2 separate regions of the Mus musculus genome follow, and region 1 is linked to region 2. A link is a contact called in public HiChIP or PLAC-seq data. All regions are on one chromosome and are shown on one strand. Each heading gives the region's core, a stretch centred on a gene start, on an enhancer-like site or on the middle of the called end of the contact. The rest is flanking DNA. Distances are from core to core; before and after follow the strand shown. Region 1 holds the start of Cyp26a1 (cytochrome P450, family 26, subfamily a, polypeptide 1). Region 2 holds the start of A330032B11Rik (RIKEN cDNA A330032B11 gene).

Region 1 (5,999 bases), core at 118-2,617, 520 kb after region 2:
TTAGTTTTCCGCGCCACTGGTGCATTCAGTGCCCAAATCAAGGCAATGTGTGGTGCTGACTGGCCAAAGCTTTGTGGCGGGAGGACATGAGAAGCCTTGTGTGTGTGTGTGTGTGTGTGTGTGTGCGCGCGCGCGCGCGCGCGCACACGCACCACGCAGTTCCCCTGTGCCCGTTAGTTATTGACTGAAGGAGCTGACGATTGAAGTTTCACAGTCAACCCCCAGTGGATTCCCATAACGTTCCCAATGGCCTGTGCCAGAAGCATAGGTCCAAACAACCCTCTTACCAGGCTCCGTGGCTTTACAGTGGATGGGATCTGGGAGAGTAGAGGGAAGGTTCTAGAACCCTGAAACCAGACCACTCTATTAGCGAACTCACAGCTGCCTTGTGGTGTAGACGAAGTGGAAACGATCAACTTTGTCCTAAGAGAAACAGACAGCCTGGTGACTCACCCAAGATACAGGCGAGCCAAGGTGGAAAGGGGGGTTTCCTCCCTGTATTCCTCCCCATATCTGCCTGGACTGGGGGCCCTCTTCCCGGCCGCTTGGCTGAGGTTGCAAGCCCCAGGGCTATAGGAATTGGGCCGGCTTGGCGGTATTACTACAGTGGAGGTTGACTTTGGAGCCTCTGGTCTCCTTAGTACCCCACCAGGGCTTAGAGAAGGGAGTCAGGCATGTGCAAGGCTGCACCTGGGGGTCCCAGAGACCTGGAGGCTTACTTGCTTTGAACTCGAAAGCAGGATTTTCCAAGTCTTCATGCGCTGGCTCGCCTGTGGGGCCCTGGAAAGCTAGCGTCCACGATCCGCCAGTCATACTTGACCTCCGAGACCGGCTAGGACCCTCGCCCTGGGATCTTCTTGGGATCCTCCCAGATCAGGAAGCGTTTGGAATCTCATTTACTCAACCGGTGGGTCAAGTCCATTGAACGATGATTCTTGAACGCGCTTTCCAAGCCAATGGAAAAGAGCCCACGAGGCGCCTGTGAATGGTGAGCTGGGAAGGCTTCGGGCTCGGGCAGCTGGTTCGACCCGGCTCGAGGGACAGCAGAGAGACAGCTAGGAAACCCAGGACTCCAAATTCCCACTTCTTGGAACCCCGATCCACAACCCACTCCCCCCGCCCCCTCCCCCGCCCGAAGCCGCACCGTGGTAACTCGGAGCTCTGCACACCTAGGACAAGGAAAGAGGTGTTCCTAGTCCCGCACCCCCAGGAGGCGCGCTCAGAGGGAAGCCGCCAGTGCGCCGCCTCTGCCTCGGCGCGGAACAAACGGTTAAAGATTTTTTTGGGCAGCGCCTCGAGGGGGGAGGAGCCAGGGGCCCGATCCGCAATTAAAGATGAACTTTGGGTGAACTAATTTGTCTGACCAAGGTAACGTGGGCAGTAACCTGGGCGGCCTTATAAAGAGGGCGCGCGGCGGGGTTCGGAGCTAGGGCGGCGGCGGCAGGTGGCGCGGGAGGCTGAAGCGTGCCATGGGGCTCCCGGCGCTGCTGGCCAGTGCGCTCTGCACCTTCGTGCTGCCGCTGCTGCTCTTCCTGGCGGCGCTCAAGCTCTGGGACCTGTACTGTGTGAGCAGCCGCGATCGCAGCTGCGCCCTCCCCTTGCCCCCCGGTACCATGGGCTTCCCATTCTTTGGGGAAACATTGCAGATGGTGCTTCAGGTAAGGGAGCTCGGGAAGGGACCTGACGCTTCCCCCGGAGTCCGCCTCAGCTCTGGGCCTGGGCTGAAGGTGGGATAAGTGTCCTCGCGAGGGAGGCGACCACGGCTTGGAAGAGGGGCTAGACGGAGACCAGATGCTCCCCGGCGCCCCCTCATGCGGGTTGCGGGTCTCTCTCCTCCACCTCCCTCTCAGCGGAGGAAGTTTCTGCAGATGAAGCGCAGGAAATACGGCTTCATCTACAAGACGCATCTGTTTGGGCGGCCCACGGTGCGGGTGATGGGCGCGGATAATGTGCGGCGCATCTTGCTGGGAGAGCACCGGTTGGTGTCGGTGCACTGGCCCGCGTCGGTGCGCACCATCCTGGGCGCTGGCTGCCTCTCCAACCTGCACGATTCCTCGCACAAGCAGCGAAAGAAGGTGAGGGTGAGCTGGCAACTCCTTGGCTGGCAGGGAGACCTCATCCTATGGCTTGGTTCAGGCAAATAGATGCGGGGCGAGGGCTAGTCCTATGTGGTGGGGACCAGGACCCTCTCTATCTGAGATCCACTTTAGCTTTTCTGCTAGCACGTGGGTTAGTCCTGGGGGGACTGAAATTCTTGAAAGGGTACTCGGAAAGGCGAAGGGGGGGGGGCTGAGGGAAAGTAGAGGATTGTAACACTCTCTGCTCCTGGGGGGTGCTCAGGTGATTATGCAGGCCTTCAGCCGCGAGGCACTCCAGTGCTACGTGCCCGTGATCGCTGAGGAAGTCAGCAGTTGTCTGGAGCAGTGGCTAAGCTGCGGCGAGCGCGGCCTCCTGGTCTACCCCGAGGTGAAGCGCCTCATGTTCCGCATCGCCATGCGCATCCTGCTGGGCTGCGAGCCGGGTCCAGCGGGCGGCGGGGAGGACGAGCAGCAGCTCGTGGAGGCTTTCGAGGAGATGACCCGCAATCTCTTCTCTCTTCCCATTGACGTGCCCTTTAGCGGCCTGTACCGGGTAAGGGCGGTTTGCGGAGTCGGAGTAGGGGAACGCAAGCTCGGGCATCCGCTCACCGCCACGCTCTCTCCGCGCTCAGGGCGTGAAGGCGCGGAACCTTATACACGCGCGCATCGAGGAGAACATTCGCGCCAAGATCCGCCGGCTTCAGGCTACAGAGCCGGATGGGGGTTGCAAGGACGCGCTGCAGCTCCTGATTGAGCACTCGTGGGAGAGGGGAGAGAGGCTGGATATGCAGGTGAGAAGCAATTTCAAAAGGTGCCAAGGGCCGGGGAGTGCCTCTGACTTTCCAGACACACTTTCTGGGGGTCTCCAAAGCCCTGTCAAGGCCCCAGCTACTTCCAAGTGGGCGGCGATGCTAGGTCTAGAGCTTTTCAACCTGTGGGTCGTGACCCCTTCACGGAGCCAAACAACCCTTTCAGAAGGGTCGCCTAAGAGCATCTGCATATCCGATATTTACATCAAGAAACATAACAGTAGCAAAATTACCGTTATGAAGTAGCAACAAAGATAATTTTATCGTTGGGGGTCACCACAACACGAGGAACCGTATTAAAGGGTGGCATTGGTCTAGAGAGCTGTGGAAGGGGGTGGCTGAGCAATGGGGAAGATCCCAAAGTTCAAAGGGCAAGGCTCATCTACAAAGGTTAAAGCGGAAGAGCAGGATTAAGGGAGTTTTGCGTTTTTGTTTGTGGTCTTTGACTTTCTATGAACAAAACGGATTTTACCCTTGAAGTCTTCCGTGCAATATTCTCAGGTCAGGTCTTTGTAACAGTGCTATAAACTGCACTCAGATCTGTATAAACTTCCGTTTTTATCCTTAGGCACTAAAACAATCGTCAACAGAGCTCCTCTTTGGTGGTCATGAAACTACAGCCAGTGCTGCGACGTCACTGATCACTTACCTAGGACTCTACCCACATGTCCTCCAGAAAGTTCGAGAAGAGATAAAGAGCAAGGTAGGATGATTCTAGAGGTTCCCCATTTGCCTAGGACATTCCTCTATTAACCACCACCACCACCCCCACTGTATATAAGTTTGCTCGATACACCCAGTACTATGACAGTGAAGATCTGAGAGCTAGGTGGGACTGTGGGGGAGAGACTCCACCTCGTGAATTTAAAAAGGCAGTTGTTTGTACTGGGCTCTCTCTTGGGCAGAATTTGACCCTCTCCTCCTCCTCCTCCTCCTCCTCCTCTTCCTCCTCCACCACCACCACCATCACCACCTTTTATAGAGCAAGGTTCTCCTTTCCCTGACCAAGAACATGAATAATGTGATTAGAGCCAATAGCTGATCAGGGTCGCAGTGTTGGTGAGGGCTCAGGGTATGACCCTTTATATACCTGATAAGCAACATTGTCTGGATAATGGGTTTAGGCTGAGGAAGTGTGGAAAGGAAGGCCATCAGGCCATCAGCTCTTTCCCTTTTATCCTCTCCCATCCAGACGCCTTCAGGTTTAGTTAACAGGTGAGTCCTGCTGGGCTGACTTTTTTTTTGGAGTGCCCAGGGATCCATCACTCACTTTTTTATCTGTTTCCATAGGGCTTACTTTGCAAGAGCAATCAAGACAACAAGTTAGACATGGAAACTTTGGAACAGCTTAAATACACTGGGTGTGTCATTAAGGAGACCCTGCGATTGAATCCTCCGGTTCCAGGAGGGTTTCGGGTTGCTCTGAAGACTTTTGAGCTGAATGTGAGTGCACCTCCTGTCCCCCACCCCCAGCCCTCGTCCACGTCCACTCTGCTATGCTGTTGAGCATCAGCTGCCCAGAGCAGTGGCTCACTGCCCTTGACAGTGTCCTGCCTCCTATGGTACTGGGAACCAATTTGCTCTCCTCTCTTAATGCCATCCATGCTAGTAATGACTTTTTGTTGTTGCAAGCTCAGGGCCGGGATTGTCAATTCTTAGGATTTTTTTTTTTTTTTAAACAGGGATACCAGATCCCCAAGGGCTGGAATGTTATTTACAGTATCTGTGACACCCACGATGTGGCAGATATCTTCACTAACAAGGAGGAATTTAATCCCGACCGCTTTATAGTGCCTCATCCAGAGGATGCTTCCCGGTTCAGCTTCATTCCATTTGGAGGAGGCCTTCGGAGCTGTGTAGGCAAAGAGTTTGCAAAAATTCTTCTTAAGATATTTACAGTGGAGCTGGCTAGGCACTGTGATTGGCAGCTTCTAAATGGACCTCCTACAATGAAGACAAGCCCCACTGTGTACCCTGTGGACAATCTCCCTGCAAGATTTACCCACTTCCAGGGAGATATCTGATAGCTATTTCAATTCTTGGACTTATTTGAAGTGTATATTGTTTTTTTTAAAATAGTGTCATGTTGACTTTATTTAATTTCTAAATGTATAGTATGATATTTATGTGTCTCTACTACAGTCCCGTGGTCTTAAATATTAAAATAATGAATTTGTATGATTTCCCAATAAAGTAAAATTAAAAAGTGCTTCTCTTGCTTTTTAAGATTCTTGTTGGCAAGCTGCCCATGGTGGTACATTGCTGTAATACTAGGACTTGGAAGGTGGAGGCAAGAAGAGCAGGCATTCAAGGCTAGCCTGGGCTACAGAAATCCTGTCTTAAACAAACACTACAACAAAAAGTCCTGTTAGGGAATCTGACTGGCTCAGTGTTTGTACTTTGTGTATTTAAAATGATTTAGAGTGAAACCATAGGTCTCTCCCCCATGTCAGAAAATATATATTATTATGTGTATGCTGATCCAAAGGTATCTTTGTAACTTTTTCTAAGGTCATTGAGACTTCATATTTTGAAATTGTATGGAGGCTAGTTATATTACATTATTTATTTATTTATTTATTTACATTTTTATGGTGCTGGGGATTGGATCGAAGGCTTCACACCTCTAGGGCAAGCCCTTTGTCATTAAGGCGCTGCCTCTCCCTTTCAGCCCAACGTTAATTCTAGATTCTTTTTCTTTGGTGCTTTTGGGAGGTAAACCTGGGATGCTGCAGTTATTTGGTGGTGGTCGTTGGTTTTACTCTAGAGAGAAGGCAACTTTGGGAAGGCAACACTGCTGCTGGTGAGTCGGGAAGCATCATCCCAGAGCAACGGGGTCAGCATAGCTAACATTTTAAATCAGCATAATGAATCCCTGTCATATGGAGGAGGCAGAACTCCTCTTTGAAGTTGATATTTTAGATAAGACAGAGCCAGCCCCTCTGGTTATGGACAGTTCTTACCCAAAATGAAACAGAGAAGAAAACCACTGGTGTGTCACCTTTCCTTAGAAGGTGCTTCAGGGATCCTTGCTGGGAAAGGCTGGTTTAGATAAGCAGAGCCCAGGCTTTCTTTATTCAAGATGAGGCAGCAGGGGCAGATTTAGCGGGCT
Region 2 (6,128 bases), core at 3,319-5,818:
TTTCTATTCCTGCACAAACATCATGACCAAGAAGCAAGTTGGGAGAAAAGGGTTTATTCAGCTTACACTTCCACACTGCTGTTCATCACCAAGGAAGTCAGGACTGGAACTCAAGCAGGAGCTGATGCAGAGGCCATGGAGGGGTGTTCTTTACTGGCTTGCTTCCCCTGGCTTGCTCAGCCTGCTCTCTTATAGAACCCAAGATTACTGACCCAGAGATGGTCCCACCCACAAGGGGCCTTTCCCCCTTGATCACTAACTGAGAAAATGCCTTACAGTTGTATCTCATGGAGGCATTTCCTCAACTGAAGCTCCTTTCTCTGTGATAACTCCAGCTGTGTCAAGTTGACACAAAACTAGCCAGTACACATAGTAAGGTAAAATCTTTTAGAAATTGGCATTCAATAAATTAAATCTTTCAATTTAGGCCAGGTACGGAGATGCATTCCTGTAATCTCAGCCTTCAGAAGGAAGAAGCAGAAAGGGGGAGGGCTCCAGGTCCACCTTGGCTGATGGTGAGACTGTCTCCAAACAACAGCAAAACAAAAACCAGACAGACATGGTCGGACATACCTTTAACCCCAGGTTTTGAAAGGCAGAAAGACAGGAGAACTTTGGTGGGATCTAGGACAGTCAGGGCTATATAGTGAAACTGTTTCATAAAACAAAACACAAAGAAAACCTTTTCGATCTAAAGAAACAAAATACATACAGCCCTAGAAAAAGTATCTAAATAAATGCACAAACATGAAATTCTGCCCATTAAGAATTGAGATACTTTGCTTTTTAAACATATTTGATTAGGGGCTAGAGAAATGGCTCAGTGGTTAAGAGCACTGGCTGCTCTTCCACAGAACTTGGGTTCAATTCCCAGAAGTGGCACAGTCATTCACAACCATCTGTTACTCCAGGCCTAGGGGATCCAATGCTCTCTTCTAGCTTCCAAGGGCATGGAGGTAGTATACAGACAGACATACAGGCTATACACATAGTCAGCATAGTTATCAACATAAACCATGTTGGCAAACTTATAAGCCAAAACACAACCAATTTATTTTTCTGGTTCTACTTATATTTTCTGTTTTGTTGCATTGAGACATTATCTTACTCTATAGCTCAGGATGACCTCAAACTCATTGTAATCCTCCTGTATCAGCCCTCTGGGTCCTAAAATTACAGGGATGAGCTACTACCCTTGAATCTAAAACTGTTTTTAGAAACAGGATTTTGCCAGGCTAAGGTGGGGGAACACCTTTAATCTCAATACTTGGGAGGCAGAGGGAGGTAGGTCTCTCAGTTAGAAGACAGCCTGGTCTATAAAACATTTCTAGGAAAGCCAGGGCTACACAGAGAAAACCTGTCTTGAAAAGCAAACAAACAAACAAACAAACAAACAAATTTTTGCCAGATATAATGGCACATGCCTTTAATCCCAGCACTTGGGATGCAGGAGGCAGAGTCAAGCAGATCTCTGAGTTTCACGGCAGCCTACTTTATGTACTGAGTTCAAGGACAGCCAGGAATATCTATGCAGAGAGACCCTGTTTCAAAAACAAAACAAAACACAACACAACAACAATAACATAACCCAGACTTTTCACAATGTTGGCCAAAGTATCCTCCTGCCTCAACCTCTTTTGACTGAATACAGGTATGCACCACTCAGTACAATGCTACTTAAAAGCCATAAAGGTCTAACTGGAGAGATGCAGTGGGTGAGAGCACTTACTATTCTTCCAGAATCCAGGTTCAATTCCCAACACCCACATCTGAAGGTTACTGAACATAATTCCAGCTTTAGGGAATCAGATGCCCTCATCTGGCCTAGGCAGGTACCTGCACATACACAGCACATACTCTCACAGACAAATACAAATAAATAATAATTTAAAAATCTAAAAAAAAAAAGACCCTAAAGAACTGTTTTAAATAAGAAATAGAAATGAGACACAGAGTACATATAATTTTTCTTGAAGCCAAACAAAAAATGTTTACTTTTAATCAAATGATTCAATCATTTTGCCCACTCAATAATATTTCCATCTATCACAACAACAAAAAAGTGCAAAGTACAATTATGTTTTGCCTTAGAAGCATCATTGGCAAAGGATTTGGCAAAGGATTTGTTGAGAAACACTAGCAATCCTCATGCTACTGGTGCTCCATACAAGGGATTGGTGAAGAGGGAGGGAGGGAGGGAGGGAGGGAGGGAGGGAAGGGGAGAGGGTGTATTTTCAAACATATGTAGAGGCCAGAGGTCAGTGGCATCGTCTTCCTCTATGAAAACTCAGGGTTTTTTAATGTGGATGCTTCAGACCAAAATTCAAGTCCACATATGTTTTTATGGCAAACACTTTAGCAACAAAGCTATATCTCAGACCCCTCTCCAAAATTTTGGATTATATTCTTTCCAACTTCTTCCTTCTCTTCCTCCTCTCCCCCTGGACTTTCTTTTTCTTTCCTGTTTTGTTTTGTTTTGTTTTGCTTTCTCAGACAGGGTTTCTCTGTGCAGCCCTAGCTGTCCTGGATTTCACTATGTAGATGATACTAGCCTTGCCTTAAAAAAGTCAGAGTTTGATGCCAGAGCCCACATAAAGGTGAAGGAGAGAATGGATTCCATAAGGTTTTCCTCTGATCACCAAACATGCACCAGGCATCCATCTCTCTCTCTCTCTCTCTCTCTCTCACACACACACACACACACACACACACACACAGACAGACACAGACACACACATTCACAAATCCTTTAAACATTAAAAAGGAATTTGGATTATCTTTTCTGAATGGGTTTGGATAGAAAGCCTCAGAATAAAAAGAGAAACTGTCAAGGCAGCAGCCCCTCCTTCCAAGTACCAACTACAGCAGAACCTGTCCTGCTCACCTCCCTCTGCCTACAGAACTAATCCCAGTCATGAAAATCAACTTTAGAATGGAAAGAAGCAAGATATGAAAGTGGTAGCAGGAGTCTGCAGCCCAGGAGGTGGAGGCAGGAGGCTCGGGAGTTGAAGGTCATCCTCAGCAATCAGCAGGAGCTCATCTAAAACTGTGCCTTACTATTCAAATGCCCTGTTCCTGGAGGACCCTTCTGAAAGCATGTGAGAGCCTTGCTCACTGCAGCCTCTACTTAGGACTAAGAGTGTGTTCAACATGAGCAGGAACTAGGTACCAGCCTGAGCACCACCCAGAAAAACCCAAACCCAAACAACAAAACTCTCCTAAACACAATTTAGAGCTTTCATGGGTCTCCTTCAACTGTTCAAAACAAAAATTCTGGCTCTAGCCCAGAGACATCCTTTCAATAATCCCATTTCCTTCGAAATGATACAACCCACCCCCCAAACATCGGAAAGGTAAAAACCAGCAAACTGACGGCTCCATCTGTGCCAGGTTGAGAGCCTTCAACCTCTGTCAAACTGCCAGGCTAGCGTCTGTCAGCGGGGGCCGAAGGATTCCTTTTCTTTCCTTTTTGAGACAAGATCTTGTAAGAAACACAGACCGAGCTGGAAGTCCCAATCTCATCGTCCAGCCTTGGTGGTGAACTACAAGCTGTAACCACCACACCCAGCCTTTCTCTTGTAGGGAAGCTTATGGCCAAATCACTTCACAGGCCCAGGGTAAGTGCCTATTAGACAGCAAAGGTTCCCAATGAACACACACACTCAGTTCCCCTTTCTGATCCAAAGGCCCAGGATCCTGTCTACTGCTGTGGCTACAGACCACATGAAAAAGCAACAGAAACAAGGACACTTTGTCCATTCAATCTTTTCGTCCGGGGCACTTCCTGGATTTTTCATTGGCATTTAATACCGAGGGACAAGACTCATTTTTCATTAAAGTTGCAAGACTTTCACTTTGCCCAGTTTCAAATGGTGTAATTGATCTGCATTGTCTTAAATAACCCAACTGGTGAAGGACACTGCAGCTTTAAATATTTCAGTGCTAGTTAGCAAATAGACTCCATTGCAATATGGCTCTGAAGGTCGTGTCCTATTGTCTCTCTCCTCTGGGGGAAAAATTTTTTTTAAACCTTCTTTTAAGTAACATGGGACTAGTTCTCCCTAAAATTTCCACTCTTTCCACTTCGATCCCTTATAGTTCCGGGTATTCATTGGATTCTCACACTCGTAATTTTCCTGCCAGGGCAATATGCTGATTATTAATGATTCCAGCACCTTAGACATAAACACATGGGTTCACATTAGTTTAGTTGGGCATAGGCAACTATTTGAAATAGCACCACTCAAAGGCTGTTAACAAACCAGGGTGATTTGGGCGTGAATGGCTTTTGGTCCGCACCTTGAGCCTAGTATTGCGTAACCTGAAAATGTGTAGCTACTTAAAATGATAGGAATCTCAGCCTACTCCTCCTGGGACTACTCCCGCACCTGACTATACACTTGCGGCTTAATTTGTCAAAGAAGGCCAAAATAAAAAGCACAAGCACAGTGAAGGAGGAAATGAACTGGGGGAAAAAAGCCCTTTCCTACCCTCAAGCAGTCACAATGTCCACTCAACTTCGCCCCCACCCCCACCCAGATTGGATGGAATGGACCCGGTGAACCAGAGGATTTGGAGGGTGCTGGAATTTGCTGTGCCTTCTAAATAACAGCGAGTGGACCAATTAAAATAACTAGGAAGAGGGGAGAAACATGCGAGAAGAAGGAGTGTGCAAGAGCACAGGGACTTTACCTGAAAAGGCAACAGATTGTTACCATTATCGGTCCGGAAAGCGTTATCCTCCATCCAGGACTTGGAGGTGAGCGGGGCTGCACGAGGGAACTTGGGTGGAGCGATCACATTGCTGGAGAAGGGCTTTTTGAGCGGCGAGATGGGGTTAAGCGGGGAGGGTACCCCCACACCTACACCCACGCCCACGCCGACCGCGCGGCGAGGGTCTCGGCCCGCCTGCAGGCCACCCCACGGGTTGGACGGAGCACTCCAGGCGGCGTTCACGCTCTGGTGCGTGTTCCAGCTGGACGAGGCCGAAGAGGCAGCGGCCGCGGCCGCAGCAGCCGCGACCGCCGAGGATGAGGACGGCTTGCTGGTCATGATGGGCTGGTGGCCGTAGGCAGCGGCGCTCCTCTGCGCATAGGGCGCCTGGCTGGGGCTGGCGGGCGAGCGGCGTTGCTGCGAGGGCTGCGCCTGCGGGGGCTGCGCGGGCTGCGGCGGCTGCGGCGCGGGCGGTGGAGGCTGCTGATGGTGCTGGGTCTGCGCCAGGCCGATCTGCGGCGAGAAGGTGCCTCCGAAGACCGGGTTGACGTGGTGCGGGAAGTTTTGGAAGAGCATGGTCCCGTTGACTGGGGTGATCCCCTGGAAGAAGCTGTCCTCCACCGCGTTTGTAGTGCCTGTGGACCAGGTGCTGCCGAAGGACGGCGACAGCGACGCTCCGGGCGCCGTGGGCTCCTGCGGCGGCGGCGGCTGCTGAGGGGGCTGATGGAAACTCAAGCCCGGCAGGAGCGGCGACTCCATCTGCATCTTGTCGGGGCCGTTGGGGGCTGGCGGAGCCGAGGCGGGGCTGAGGGCCGGCACTGCGCTACTGTCTTCGGGCTTGGGGATCTCTGAGGAGAGGGGCGTGGACGGGGCTTCAGCTGCGCCGGGCTCGGGCTGGAGCTGTTGCTGCTGCTGCTGCTGCTGCCGCTGCTGCTGCTGAGACTGGGGCTGGGTTTTGCTTTTGTCCATCAGTAAATCATCCTGCATGGTTTGCGCAGCTGAAACGGGAAGAAAGAGAGATGCGTTATTGTCAGTGTGATCATGAATGCCCCTCACTGAAGCGGGCGGGTGTTTTACTTGCGAAAATCCAGTGCCACCGCCACTAGCCAATTGCAATGCAAATCCATAATCTCGCATTTAGAAGAACAAGTCGGGCTGGGAGGGGGGTGGGGGGAGCTGGAGGGATCGAGCAAGGTCTCTAAAAATACTGTGAGAGCGTCTTCACCCTTTCTGACGTCTCGGCCCCTTTTCTGTGTTAGTGAGAGATGTGCTTATAAGACAGAAAGACAGCAATTTCGCCACGTCTCTTTTCCCTTCACCGGAACTCAGAGCGTTCACCCTGCAATGAGAAACTGATTCTGGTTCCTGTTTTTTCCCAAGCACCACCCTCCCCCAGTTATTTGCATACGTCAATA

Evidence for each region. HiChIP or PLAC-seq counts read pairs in DNA pulled down with a chosen protein or histone mark.
Region 1: a contact with region 2 is called in an HNF4G HiChIP or PLAC-seq map of pancreatic cancer cells. The contact joins the promoter of Cyp26a1 here to the promoter of A330032B11Rik in region 2.

What each region holds. Positions count from the first base shown.
Region 1 is chr19:37,696,441-37,702,439 of GRCm38.p6, forward strand. Cyp26a1 (cytochrome P450, family 26, subfamily a, polypeptide 1) reads left to right here and starts at 1,368. Exons shown (of 7, transcript NM_007811.2): 1 at 1,368-1,658; 2 at 1,851-2,075; 3 at 2,341-2,631; 4 at 2,711-2,869; 5 at 3,456-3,590; 6 at 4,178-4,330; 7 at 4,570-5,096. The coding sequence starts at 1,470. The coding sequence ends at 4,911. It overlaps Gm32342 (a long non-coding RNA gene), which reads right to left and starts at 1,106. Exons shown (of 3, transcript XR_003952929.1): 1 at 720-1,106; 2 at 288-423.
Region 2 is chr19:37,169,275-37,175,402 of GRCm38.p6, forward strand. A330032B11Rik (RIKEN cDNA A330032B11 gene) reads left to right here and starts at 4,569. Exons shown (of 3, transcript NR_045329.1): 1 at 4,569-4,759. Cpeb3 (cytoplasmic polyadenylation element binding protein 3) reads right to left here. Exons shown (of 11, transcript NM_001290827.1): 2 at 4,693-5,711. The coding sequence starts at 5,700.